2 separate regions of the Danio rerio genome follow, and region 1 is linked to region 2. A link is a contact called in public HiChIP or PLAC-seq data. All regions are on one chromosome and are shown on one strand. The core of a region is the stretch at or near the end of the contact, and the rest is flanking DNA. Distances in the headings are between cores, read along the strand shown. Region 1 overlaps tjp1a (tight junction protein 1a). Region 2 overlaps tjp1a (tight junction protein 1a).

Region 1 (5,593 bases), core at 875-3,374, 67 kb after region 2:
CCCAAAAATGTTGGCATCGTTCACTCACCATTGGAAAGACAATAAATCATTGAATAATCTGAATATCTGCTTTTTTGTTTAAACATTTTGAGGATGTGTAAATAAATAATGGGTAAAAAAAACATGAGTTTCTATTTTTGGGTGAACGATCACTTAAACAATGTACTGTCAATATTAGGGGAACACCAATGGTCACCAAAGGTCACATCACACTAGCTTAAGCCCTGAAGTATACTTCGGTTTATTTGTGTATGAATTTTTATGGTGAACTTTTTTTTTACTTGTCCAATATCTTTTTCTCTCAAAATGCTATTGTAGCAGCCTTTGTACGGTCTCATAAATGTCTTTATATTTGTTAATTTAAGCATCAGTTGTTTTTGATGTAGTAGTAGTAGTAGTAGTAGTCGTTGTAGTAGTAGTAGCCGTAGTAGTAATCGTATTCGTAGTCATAGTTGTAGTAGTCAAAGCAGTAGAAGTTGTCATATTAGTAGTTGTCATAGTTTTGGTCGTAATAATAGTCGTAGTAGTAGTAGTCGTCGTAGACGTTGTTGTCATAGTAGTAGTCATTGTCTTAGAAGTAGTCATCGTTGTCATAGTAGTAGTAGTCATAGTCGTCGTAGTAGTAGTTGTTGTAGTAGTCATCGTTGTCTTAGTAGTAGTCGTCGTAGTAGTCACAGTTGTCATTATCATCATAGTGGTTGTCATAGTAGTAGTTGTCATAGTTGTGGTAATAGTAGTCGTTGTCGTCGTAGTAGTAGTTATTGTCGTCGTCGTCGTAGTAGTAGTTGTCGTTGTCATAGTAGTAGTAGTCAGTCGTTGTCATCTTAGTAGTAGTCGTCGCCATAGTAGTCGTTGTTGTTGTTGTCGTAGTAGTCGTTGTCGTAGTAGTAGTAGTCATAGTTGTTGTTGTGGTAGTAGTCATTGTAGTAGTAGTAGTCGTCATTGTAATTGTTATCAATGTAGTTGTAGTAGTAGTCATTGTCGTAGTGGTAGTCGTCATAATAGTAGTTGTCATTGTCATAGTAGTAGTAGTCATAGTCGTAGTTGTTGTAGTAGTCGTCGTAGTAGTAGTAGTCGTATTCATAGTACTAGTTATAATAGTAGTTTAAGTCGTCATTGTCGTTGTAAAAGTAGTTGTTGTTATCAAAGTAGTAGTAATTGTAGTATTAATTGTCATAGTTGTAGTGGCCGTCGTCGTCATCGCTGTAGTAGTTGTTCTATCTCCATCTTCCCCATTTCTTTTTGGCTTTGTTCAGAATTTAAACGTTTTGGACAAACTAAGAAATGCAAAAAGCAATTTAAAGTGCATGGATGTTGTATTGAATCTGCACAAGTAATCAGTCAAAAAATGCAATCTTAATTCAAACACTCATGTGATCTTAATTCTAAATGATCATGATTTACTTATGTTTAATAAAGCTTTTGCTGACCACGGAGGTGGATTTAATAATACATTTGAGCCAGATAAAGCAAATAAAATTGTTAGTAGCTTTAGCAAATGTTTTTGCTTATTTTAAGTTGTCCATTTCACAACAGTGGAAGAATAGTGATCAGCATTTTGAAGAACTAAATGTGATACTCCTACTTAAATAGTTGTTTAATTAGACGAAATGAAAACAAAAAGTACAAATAATTTCTATTTTGCATTTGATATATGCATCACGTATTCAAAATAGCATACATTAAAAAAAGCCGAAGTATATCTTTACCTACTATTGACCTCGTTGTTTTTCAGATATTCTTTCCTTCTTTAGTCACTGTGGTGTACAGATGCTCCTGTTCTCCTTTCACTTTATATAAAAAAATATTCGTATTTGCACATCAAAAGTGAATCAATGCATTGCACCATATTGATTACACACGTAACTTGAGCAGTCTGCAGGTGCTCATATATTGTGTATGCGGGCGCATGTGCACATCCATGTTGAATTGCCTTCTCACTGTATGCTTTCGAGAGGTGGAGGTGCTTATTTACTGCATGGCAGAGGGCACAGGAAGGCTTATTTGGATGCTAAAATTGATTGTATTTCCTTGTGTAGAGAGTGAACCTAGAGATGCCGGCACTGACCAGCGCAGCTCGGGGATCATACGCCTTCACACTATCAAACAGATAATCGACCGGGTGAGATCCCTCATACACACACACACTGGCACACATACAAAGTGGTCAGCCACAGTTTTTCAGTATAACACTACTGCCTCCTTCTGGTAGAATTTGGTGCAGCATGTAATAAAAATGTGCACTGTGGTTCTATGGAGTTGATGAGAAAAGTATGTATTTTATCAGTCCATATTTGTGTAAAAGTAAACATATAAGTGTCAAGGAATGGTTTATCCACCTGGTACAGTAACCTTTCTATAAAGTTTAGTATATTATTATATTTAATTATTATATTAACTGTACTGCCATTAAATGTATAGGTTCAAAATACCCTACCAGTTCAAAGACTCTTTATAAGCAAATGTTCTTTAAATGAGCCAAAAAGGATCTTTAGCAACCCATCCAATGTACTTTACCCATGCTATGATCTTTTACCATCTAACAGTCCCCGATGTAACAGAAAAGATTCAAAACTCTTTTATTCCAGTGTCAATAACACTGTTGAACCCTAATTGATGTTATCTTCTCTGTGTGCGTGTATATATATATATATATATATATATATATATATATATATATATGTGTGTGTGTGTGTGTGTGTATTTATGGGTATGTATATGTATATAAGTGCTTAATATATATGAGTACTACCTTCACAAATCTCCCATTTAAATTAATATTTTCTACAGGAAGTTTTACAATATTATATTTGTGCATTTACATTAGATTAGTCAGTACTGAAGCCAAATCTGGAGCTAATCTAACTAAATAATTAACGATAAATATATTTTAAAATAAAATTCTTTTAAATAATAATTAAAACTATTATTATTTTTGTAACATTTTTTAAAAATTTTGTAGTTTGTAATTTTTAAAAAATATTTCGCATGAATTTAAATGTATTATTTTTCTATTTCTAAAGATATCCGGTTTCTAAAATATTATTTTATTAAATATATCCTTTCAATAAATCTGTTTTGTTTAAATGCACCAAAATATATTACCTTTATTCACTAAGAAATGGATACAATATTTATTTTTAAAATGGAGTGTACTAATTTATGTTAGTATAGATATATATACATACATTATATGCATATGTGTTGTGTTTGCGTCTGTGCAGGATAAGCATGCAGTGCTGGACATTACTCCTAACGCAGTGGATCGGCTGAACTATGCTCAGTGGTATCCCATCGTAGTGTTCTTAAATCCTGACAGCAAGCAGGGTGTGAAGAACATGAGGACCAGACTGTGTTCCGAGTCCAGGAAAAGCGCCAGAAAACTCCACGAGCGCGCACTCAAACTGAGGAAGAACAACCATCATCTCTTCACAGGTAAACACAGATGTTTTAGTGTGGAAAAAATGACACATTCAGTAGAGCATTATGCCCTAAGGATGATGGTATTCATTTAGTAACTATGGAGTTAGGAATGTCAATTGTGATACACTTTATTAAAAACAAAACTATAGAGGTGTGAATAGATTGACTTTTAGATTATATTTATTTTGTATTTATTAGGTATTTAATGGAACAAAAAAGGACAGATGGGTACCTATTCACATTTATGCAGTCAAGATTCTTTATTTCTCTCAAATCTTTGCATGGGAAATATGTTATATTATGCTCACATTCTGATTCAACCATTTGACGAATTGCACACCTGTTCATTGAAACACAAGGTGTAGTAGACGTACTTTGTCAAGATAAGACTTTATTCAAAATAGTAAAAACTTGCATGAATTTTTAATATTACCTGATAAGAGCAAGGGACATTTTGTTAACGTATACACAAGTACTTTTATACATATGTATGTGTACTGTATGTAGAAATTATATTTGAACTGTATTTGTGTAGTTTTATAGCCTAATCAAAAATGGTGATAAATTGACCTACTAATGGCAATTGTTAAAAATTAAAGATGTTTCTGTGAAATTTAATCCTGTTTACAAATGGACCAGTTCACTAAAATGATCAGACATCTTTCATACTACGCCATGTCTTGCATTAACAACATTAATGAACATACTATCACTCAGAGAGAGAGAGAGAGGGAAAGACATCTTTTGTTTGAATGGAAATATTCTGTGGCTGATAATAATATTTAGAAATAAGTATTTTTTATAAAACGGTACATGACATTATGTTTCATGGCTGCTACAGCATTTAATGTTATCATAACTTTTATGGATGTAATAAGACAGTCACAAGAACGAGGCGTCTGACTGAACTCTCTAAAGGCGGTTGTGTTATAGTATTCCTCATTTTTTAATAGCTTTGAATAAAGCCTGTCATAAATGTAAATGCAACAGGGCAAAAGATCCCTCCCTACGATTACATAATGAATGAGCATCCAACATCCACCTCTCTTTGACTTAATGAGCAGATAAGTGAATGATGATTCATACTATGGACAGTGAGGAGCAGTGAGGCTTCAGAAAAAAACACTAAATTTTTCCTCTGTTTTATGTCTTTCTTCCTGCCTTTATCTTTTAGCCACTATTAACATGAATAACATGAATGATGGCTGGTATGGAGCACTGAAGGACACCATTCAGCAGCAGCAGAACCAGCTGGTGTGGGTCTCAGAGGGCAAGGTGAGGAAACTCGTTCAACTTTTCCACCATGATTCAATTTCACAGCAGATGCTCCAGGATTCAGGGACAGGGTTCATTCCCGCTTGTCTGATTCCATATTTGTATTTACACAGCATAGTTTGTGTTTCTCACGCATCTGTTCTTGTGGTCACAGCACTCATGTTGACCACTGTGTGGTTCATTTGATCAACATCTGTTTAGTTTTAGTCATGTGTTCTGATGGTGATGTTTAGTGATTTCTTGAAATGCTTTTCACTCTATGAAAAAATAAAAATTAAGTCTTTACGTCATAATATTGTGATGAGAAAAAATACATTCTCATTTTATATGCAAAATAAAATGTATTTTTATTTTCATATTTTTAATATTGTTAACTAAAATTTAAAAAGGCGAAACAAAATAAAATACTTATGTGATGAAGATAGATTAAAAGTGTAAATACAAATGTTAATGAAAATGATTGAAGATTATAGTAACATAAGAACTAATTACTTAGTTATTAAGGTAATACTATTTGAGACATTATTTGCTGTTATTGTTAATAATGTTCAAATTTTAAAGAAATCAGCATTTCTCTATTTTTTTGTTTTTTTTTGTTTAATACATTTTCATGGGAAACAATATTGTATCTACATTTTATATTTAAATACATTTTCTTTCTACATTTGAGATACTGCAATTAACATTCTGTCAACCTTACATTTGTGGTCTATACCCTGCTAAAAAATTATATATTTGTGCTTAAAAGTAGTTTTAATATTAAGTGCAGAATTATTCTTTGTATTTTTTATGGGTTGCTCCCATCAGGTTTTTTGGAGCCGAAACAGAGTACCGATTTCTTATCCTTGTAATCAGCCGATACCGAGTACTAATTCTGATACTTCAAGCTTTGAAT
Region 2 (6,401 bases), core at 3,147-5,646:
CTTCCTCTCTTCCTCTGCTTGTTGAATTTAAATGAAACCTTTTTTGGGCTGTTTTCTGAACACGCAAATAGTCCAGGGACTTAAAGCAGGAATGCTTTATCATGAATGACTCATTATACTCTTGTGGAATCAAGGATATTTCACGCGTGTGTGAGATTGTTTCACTTTTTTATCAGTTGCGAACATAAGCTGATATTTTGAGATGAAAAGTACAGCCCATAATGCCGATTTCAAAACAATACAAACAGCCTTCTGGGGCCCTGTCCTATGGGAGGGGGCCCGGAAACCACAGGAAGTGCTCTGTATTGCGGCAATTATGTTGCTTTAGGTTTCCTGAGTGGTTTCTTATCAACCAGAACTCGATCTAAAGGTTAGACCACATACAATTTCAGATTCCTGTAAAATTAAATCAAAGTTTAGTTTGCGTAGTTATCATGTAGAATGGAAAAGAGCAGCATGCATATGTATTTTTGTGAAGGGCTTAGTTGCCTTCCACTGCCCTTCTTTCAACTGGTTCTGTATTATGCAAACATTATAGTGCAATGTATAGGAAGAAATTAAATGATGACTATACTTTATATAGTTATAACATTTTTATCATGGTCAGTTTTACAAAAACTCTTCGTTTTTGGTTAAAATACAGAAATAAATTTAAAAATTAAATAATTAAATAAAATGTTCTTTTTTGTTTTAGAAAAAAAATGTTTTTTGATAAAATACAGAAATTAAATTCTACTTTTTAAACTTTTTACTAGGTAAAGCAGCGAGAAACAACTTGAATCCACTTCACCTTTTTTCCCTCTCTCCATCCCATCCGCTCCCCGGTCAAGACAAAAATCAAGCGCAGGGGCGTTTTTTCGACTCTAATCTTACTTCAGTGAGTTAATGTAAAATAGTGACACATGTATCATTTAACTCGGAAAATAAACTCTTTACACAGCTGCGTGTACACATAGAGTTACCACCACGTATCTGGGACTGTGGTTATACGGCTCACACCGTCCCGGTTTCCACCCCATCACCCCCGCGGAACTGTAATGGTCCATCCCAGTCAGACATGTCATGATTGTTGCTGGGAGAGGAGAGAAGCGAGGATCGAGCCCATCTGTTTGAAACTTCTGCCGCTGTGGGACGGTTCGCACCGATATTAATAAACTTTGTGGCGCGGCTTTAGGAGAGCAATATATTCTTATTTATTTTTTATTTTATCCGAAAGCGAAAGAGAGACCGTCAGTAGTGTGTTCGTGGAGCTTGTGAAGTTTGTGTATGTTCACGCGCAATAATAATAGATGATGAACTTTGGACTGCGGGATTTCAGTTGTGTTGACATGTCTTTGGGCGGTCAAAAGAAATAAACCCGCTTTGCCCGGCGCTGTGGCGGCTGCTGGGCAGGACGTAGGAGGACTATTTTTTGTGTTTTGGTTGTAGTGATATTTAACAGTAAACTTGCTACGCCGGGAGCCAACAAGATATCAAAATGTCTGCCAAGGCTGCAATAAATAAGGTAGGAAATGACTTTGCTAAACGCACTTTTCAAAACAGTTTGATGGGACACGAGTCCTGACCCATTTAGGGAGCAATAGATGTGTGAAAAGGCGCATTCTCCCCGTGACCGTATCCTATTTTTCTGTAATCCACACGAATGACACAGTCTTAAAGGGGTAACGTTAGTTCGTCGAAAATGTGTTAAATTGTTTAATGTTACCATCCCGGGTTGGTTCAAATATGACTTTCTATCATCAGAGGAACACTAGAGGCAGGACGAATCTCGCTCACTGCTTTGATTATATGTGGAATGCCAATGGTGATCGACTGTCATTCTAACTAGGATCCTTTGTATTGTATACAAAAAAAAGTTATAGCATTATTTTTTCCATGTACTGTCTCTTTAACATTCTTGGATTTTTGTGAGTTCTAATAGCTGGAAGAGTTTGGGGCTCTCAAGGTACCTGTTGATTAATGTTATGGCATTCTGCCAATACAAAGTGGTGTAAAAATAATTCTTTTTTATTTTATTTTTTCCCCTCAAAATATTAAAGATTTAATACCATTTTTTTCTGGGGGCAATTAAGTATGCGCACAGCCTATAGTGGAATCTTGTGTTTGTTGGCTGAAAATTGTGGGTAAGTTAGAATTTTGCAGGTGCATGGCTGCTACTACTACTACTACTACTACTACTACTGTTACTTCTAGTGCTACTAAGTTACTACCAGTACAACTCGGTCCTATATTGTATATAAAGATAACAAAAGTATACACTTTTTATAGTTATTATGTTAAGCACGCATATTCGTGATTAAACAAGCGATTTTGGGTTGTTTACACTATGAGAGAGTGAAGGAGAGAGCGAGCGAGCTAGCGCCCACGGAGTCTTTTCCATAAGGTGGCTCCCAAACAAACTACAATGCCGCACATTGTGTTTATTTATATGTTTATGGTTCTCTCGAATGTGCTTCCTCTTCCACTGTGCAGTTTAAGAAGCGTATGAAAACACAGGAATGCGTACTGCACACTCAGACATTCAGGTTTGGTGAGTTTCGGTGAGCTGAAATGCTTACGTAATGATGTAATGCCATGGTGTGTATTTACATTATTTTATTGGAGCATTTCTATCAACATCATGATCAAAACATCGTAAAAATCAGCAATAATGTGAAATAATACAATTGAAGAAGATTTTTGTTATGTTTTAGGATTATAGCATTAGCATCTGTTTTTATAGCGCTGATTTGGTGCTCTGGACACTTCTAATTTTTATTACTCTTAATAACAACAGTAGTGCTGTTTATTGTAAGCGTTTGCTAAATAAATGACTACATTTAATTGTAAATGTCTCATTTTAGATCAATTTAATGCACAATATTGGTATTGTATAAATTAGAAACAGTTTTTGTTTCGTATTATATATATATATATATATATATATATATATATATATATATATATATATATATATATATATATATATACACACACACACACACACACACACACATATATATATATATATATATATATATATATATGAAAATAGGCATGTTATTGTAAGAAGGAAGCCCTTGTTAAATTATTAAAAATATTAATTAATATTTTTAATCACCTGAAGATATTGGTTTAATTACAGACAGTTTATCACTGAATATCAGCAGCTGAAGGTCTACATCAGAACACTACAGTAGCTGTGTTTTTCTAGGTGGAGATATCATAGAGTTTATCATGTCTGTTTGAGGTGTGGATAAGCTTGGGTGACCTTGTTTTTTTTTGTTTTTTAAGTTATCAGTCCCAGTATCTTTGTTTTCTCTGTGAGATAGCACAATATAAGAACAACAACAACAACAAAAAATCATGTGGATAATTACATCTTCATCAGGTCTTTTGGGAGAAGGGGAAAAGGACTACACTAATAATACTACACTAATACTCAATTTGGGACTATTTGTTAAAGTTAAGTGAATGAACACGCCAGATGCCCAAGGGAGACCTGTGTGGCTTAAGACAGCTTATGGAGACAAAACTTCTATGGACATCTTCAATGACACCGCATGTGTTGCATGCTCACTAAGTTCCTATGTGTGGCTTATTTAGGACTTTAGTAGGGATTTTTTAAGGAGCATTTAAAGTGGCTTTAACATTATTTTTTATAATCATAGAGTTTTTTTTATTGAGAGACCTAACTGCCCATTTTTTTTTTCTAAATGGAATAGATTTCTCCGTTATAACAGAGTCCTGTTACGATTGTAGGATTAGTCATGGCACTGATCATGTCTGTTTGTTCTTATCCAACTTTCTTGTTAAACTGGACTGTCTCACTTTCACACCCTCTAAGACAGTATCTGACTTTCTGGATTGACATCATGCCATATTTGTTCTCGAGTAAATAAACACCCTCTACTTCAGGGAAAAATAATATTTCAGTCTTAATGGAACTAACCTAGTGTCCTATCTGCATGAAAATAAAGGCGTTGAAGAAGGAAGGGTAAATAATTTCTCCATCACCTGTCTGTCTGTCTCACAAAATACAAGAGAAAATGATTTGTATTAATACTATAAATAGGCCCCTCAAGCTTGTATTCATAGTCAAATCAGAGAGAGAGAAAGCTCTTGTCCTCCATTTCTGCTTTGGAGAGGTTATGTTAATTACCGCTGGAGCCTCTGGCCCTCTTTGAGAGTTTTTTTTTTTAATCATCAGGGAACAAACATATCTCTAGACATATTAGAAAAGAGGAATGGAGAGGGAATGTTTGCTTCTTTATCTGGGTCTCTAGTTTTTTCTTGCACAAAATTCTGAAGATAAAGCTGTAAACGTTGAAATGTGGCAGTGCACTGTGCTGTTTACTAAGTCTTGTGTGGCGCTCACAGCCAATCAGACTCAAGTGTGTCTGTGTTGTTGGAAAGCTTGTACGGTTCCCATGGTGAGGAGTAGCAACACTGGGCTCCTGGTGCAGCTCCACTACAGGGCCTATATGTTGATGTGTGTTAATGTTTCACATAATCAGTTTTACTTATTAGTGTTGCTAGTTATTATTGACGTCAATCTTTAACATCGGGGCAAGCGCAGCCATTGATACCTTAATTGGCTTGAAATTTCCGGTCTCACTCACTATTATTGATTTTACCTGTAAAAACAACAGCCTGTTATGCAGCTTGCTGTTGAACACTGCTATTTTCTTATATTAGTTTTATGTATAGTCATAAAAACACTTGTTTATAGAATAAATGGTTGACTGCTGTTTGTTTTTTCCTAGTCATTTCCCCAATAGGCAGATAAATTGAAAGTCCTGAAACAATTGTGAAATAGAAATTACTTCCAGATTACATATATGAAACCATGGCAGCTTTTTGTTCATTTGTGTTAATAAAATGTAAATTTTGTGCTCTAAATGACAACTTCTCGTTTTTAAAAGAAATGTTATCAGTAGTTTTTTAATGATAACATTTTTTTCTTCTTCAATAGTTTAACAGAACATTTTTACATCCTTTTAACACCCCCTTTGCCCTCCACTCTCCAACATCGGCAGTTACAGTAATTAAATTTTGCTATCATAAATACTGGTAATACAGATAAATAATATGAACTCAAGATATAAAAAAGCCCACATACAGAAAATAAAAATAGCAGCACAATAATAATGATACATAAATAAATCAAATAAGATATTTACTCTTTTACTGTGCGTTTTACCACAGTGATCTTATTCATCCTCCAAAAATGTCAAATAATTTCCCTATCTTGTCTGATAAACATCCAATTTATCAAGTAATTTAGATGTAATTTTTTCATCTGCTGCCACCTTCCTGCCATTAGCAATTTTAGAAACAAAAATTAAGTTTCAGTCAAACACATTATACAGTTGAAGTCAGAATTATTAGCCCCCTTTTTGACTTTTAAAAATATAATAATTGCTAGATGATGTTTTAAAGAGCAAAGGAATTTTCAGTTTGTCTGATAATATTTTTTCTTCTGGAGAAAGTCTTATTTGTTTTATTTCAGCTAGAATAAAAACAGTTATTAATTTTTAAAAAAATATTATAAGGTCAAATAAATTATTAGCCCCTATAAGCTATATAAATTTTTTTGATAGTCTACAGAACAAACCATTGTTATACAACAACTTGCCCATCCTGCCTAGTTAACCAAATTAGCCTAGTTAAGCCTTTAAATGTCACTTTAAGCTGTATAGAAGTGTCTTGAAACATATCTAGTAAAATAATATTTACTGTCATCATGGCAAAGATAAATGAAATCAGTTATTACAAATGAGCTATTAAAACTATTATGTTCAGAAATGTGTTGAAAAAAAAATCTTCTCCCAGTTTAACAGAAATTGGGGTAAAAAATAAACAGGGGCGCTAATAATTCTGACTTCAACTGTATGTATTCTTCTTATAGCAGTTTAATGCTCAGCTAATGGGAACTTAATTAGGCTGTACCCTACTGTCATCCACTGTTAGCCCACTCCCCTCAGTCCTCCCCACTGGGCTTTCAGTGTTCTGGAACTGTCTGAGCAGGCTTAGATCTTCACTGCATGTGACAGGAGAAAGCAAAAATGTGTGTGTGATCCTCTACATGTGTCATCTCTTCAGTTTCTGTATTGTAGCCAGTAAGTTTGTAGCATATTAATAGTGGTCTAGTACACAACGGGGCAGCCGTAACAGCAGTTATTTTAAGCAACATGATGCGTTCATATTTAAAGAATTTCAGTGAAATTATGTGAAATTTATATGTGGAGAGACTGGCTTACTATAATTACATCATTTTTATAAATTCATAGTTAATTATATAAGCATTTATTCAGGGCTGCTTTATTTAAAAATTGCTAAAATATTATGTAATCATGTTCTTTTAGTTCATTGGTTGTTTTAGGATATGGGTTGGTTTGTGCTTATAACTAGATGTATAT

The links. HiChIP or PLAC-seq counts read pairs in DNA pulled down with a chosen protein or histone mark.
Region 1: an H3K4me3 HiChIP or PLAC-seq map of embryo shows a contact between it and region 2, with 2.5 times the contacts expected there. The contact joins two enhancer-like sites. A contact is called at or near these places in 1 of 18 Hi-C or Micro-C datasets (an unstated tissue) and 1 of 4 datasets of contacts at active chromatin or transcription factors (embryo).

Annotation. Positions count from the first base shown.
Region 1 is chr7:31,147,962-31,153,554 of GRCz12tu, forward strand. It overlaps tjp1a (tight junction protein 1a), which reads left to right. Exons shown (of 28, transcript XM_073908610.1): 17 at 2,040-2,122; 18 at 3,225-3,435; 19 at 4,598-4,698. Among named protein-coding and RNA genes, the nearest start is that of fam189a1, 28 kb to the right of the region's middle. Within about 2 kb of position 2,125, at least 4 of the 62 cell types and tissues checked have an H3K27ac peak or open chromatin away from gene starts, as enhancers often do.
Region 2 is chr7:31,078,870-31,085,270 of GRCz12tu, forward strand. All of the region lies in intron 2 of tjp1a (tight junction protein 1a), which reads left to right. Among named protein-coding and RNA genes, the nearest start is that of fam189a1, 97 kb to the right of the region's middle. Within about 2 kb of position 4,397, at least 17 of the 62 cell types and tissues checked have an H3K27ac peak or open chromatin away from gene starts, as enhancers often do.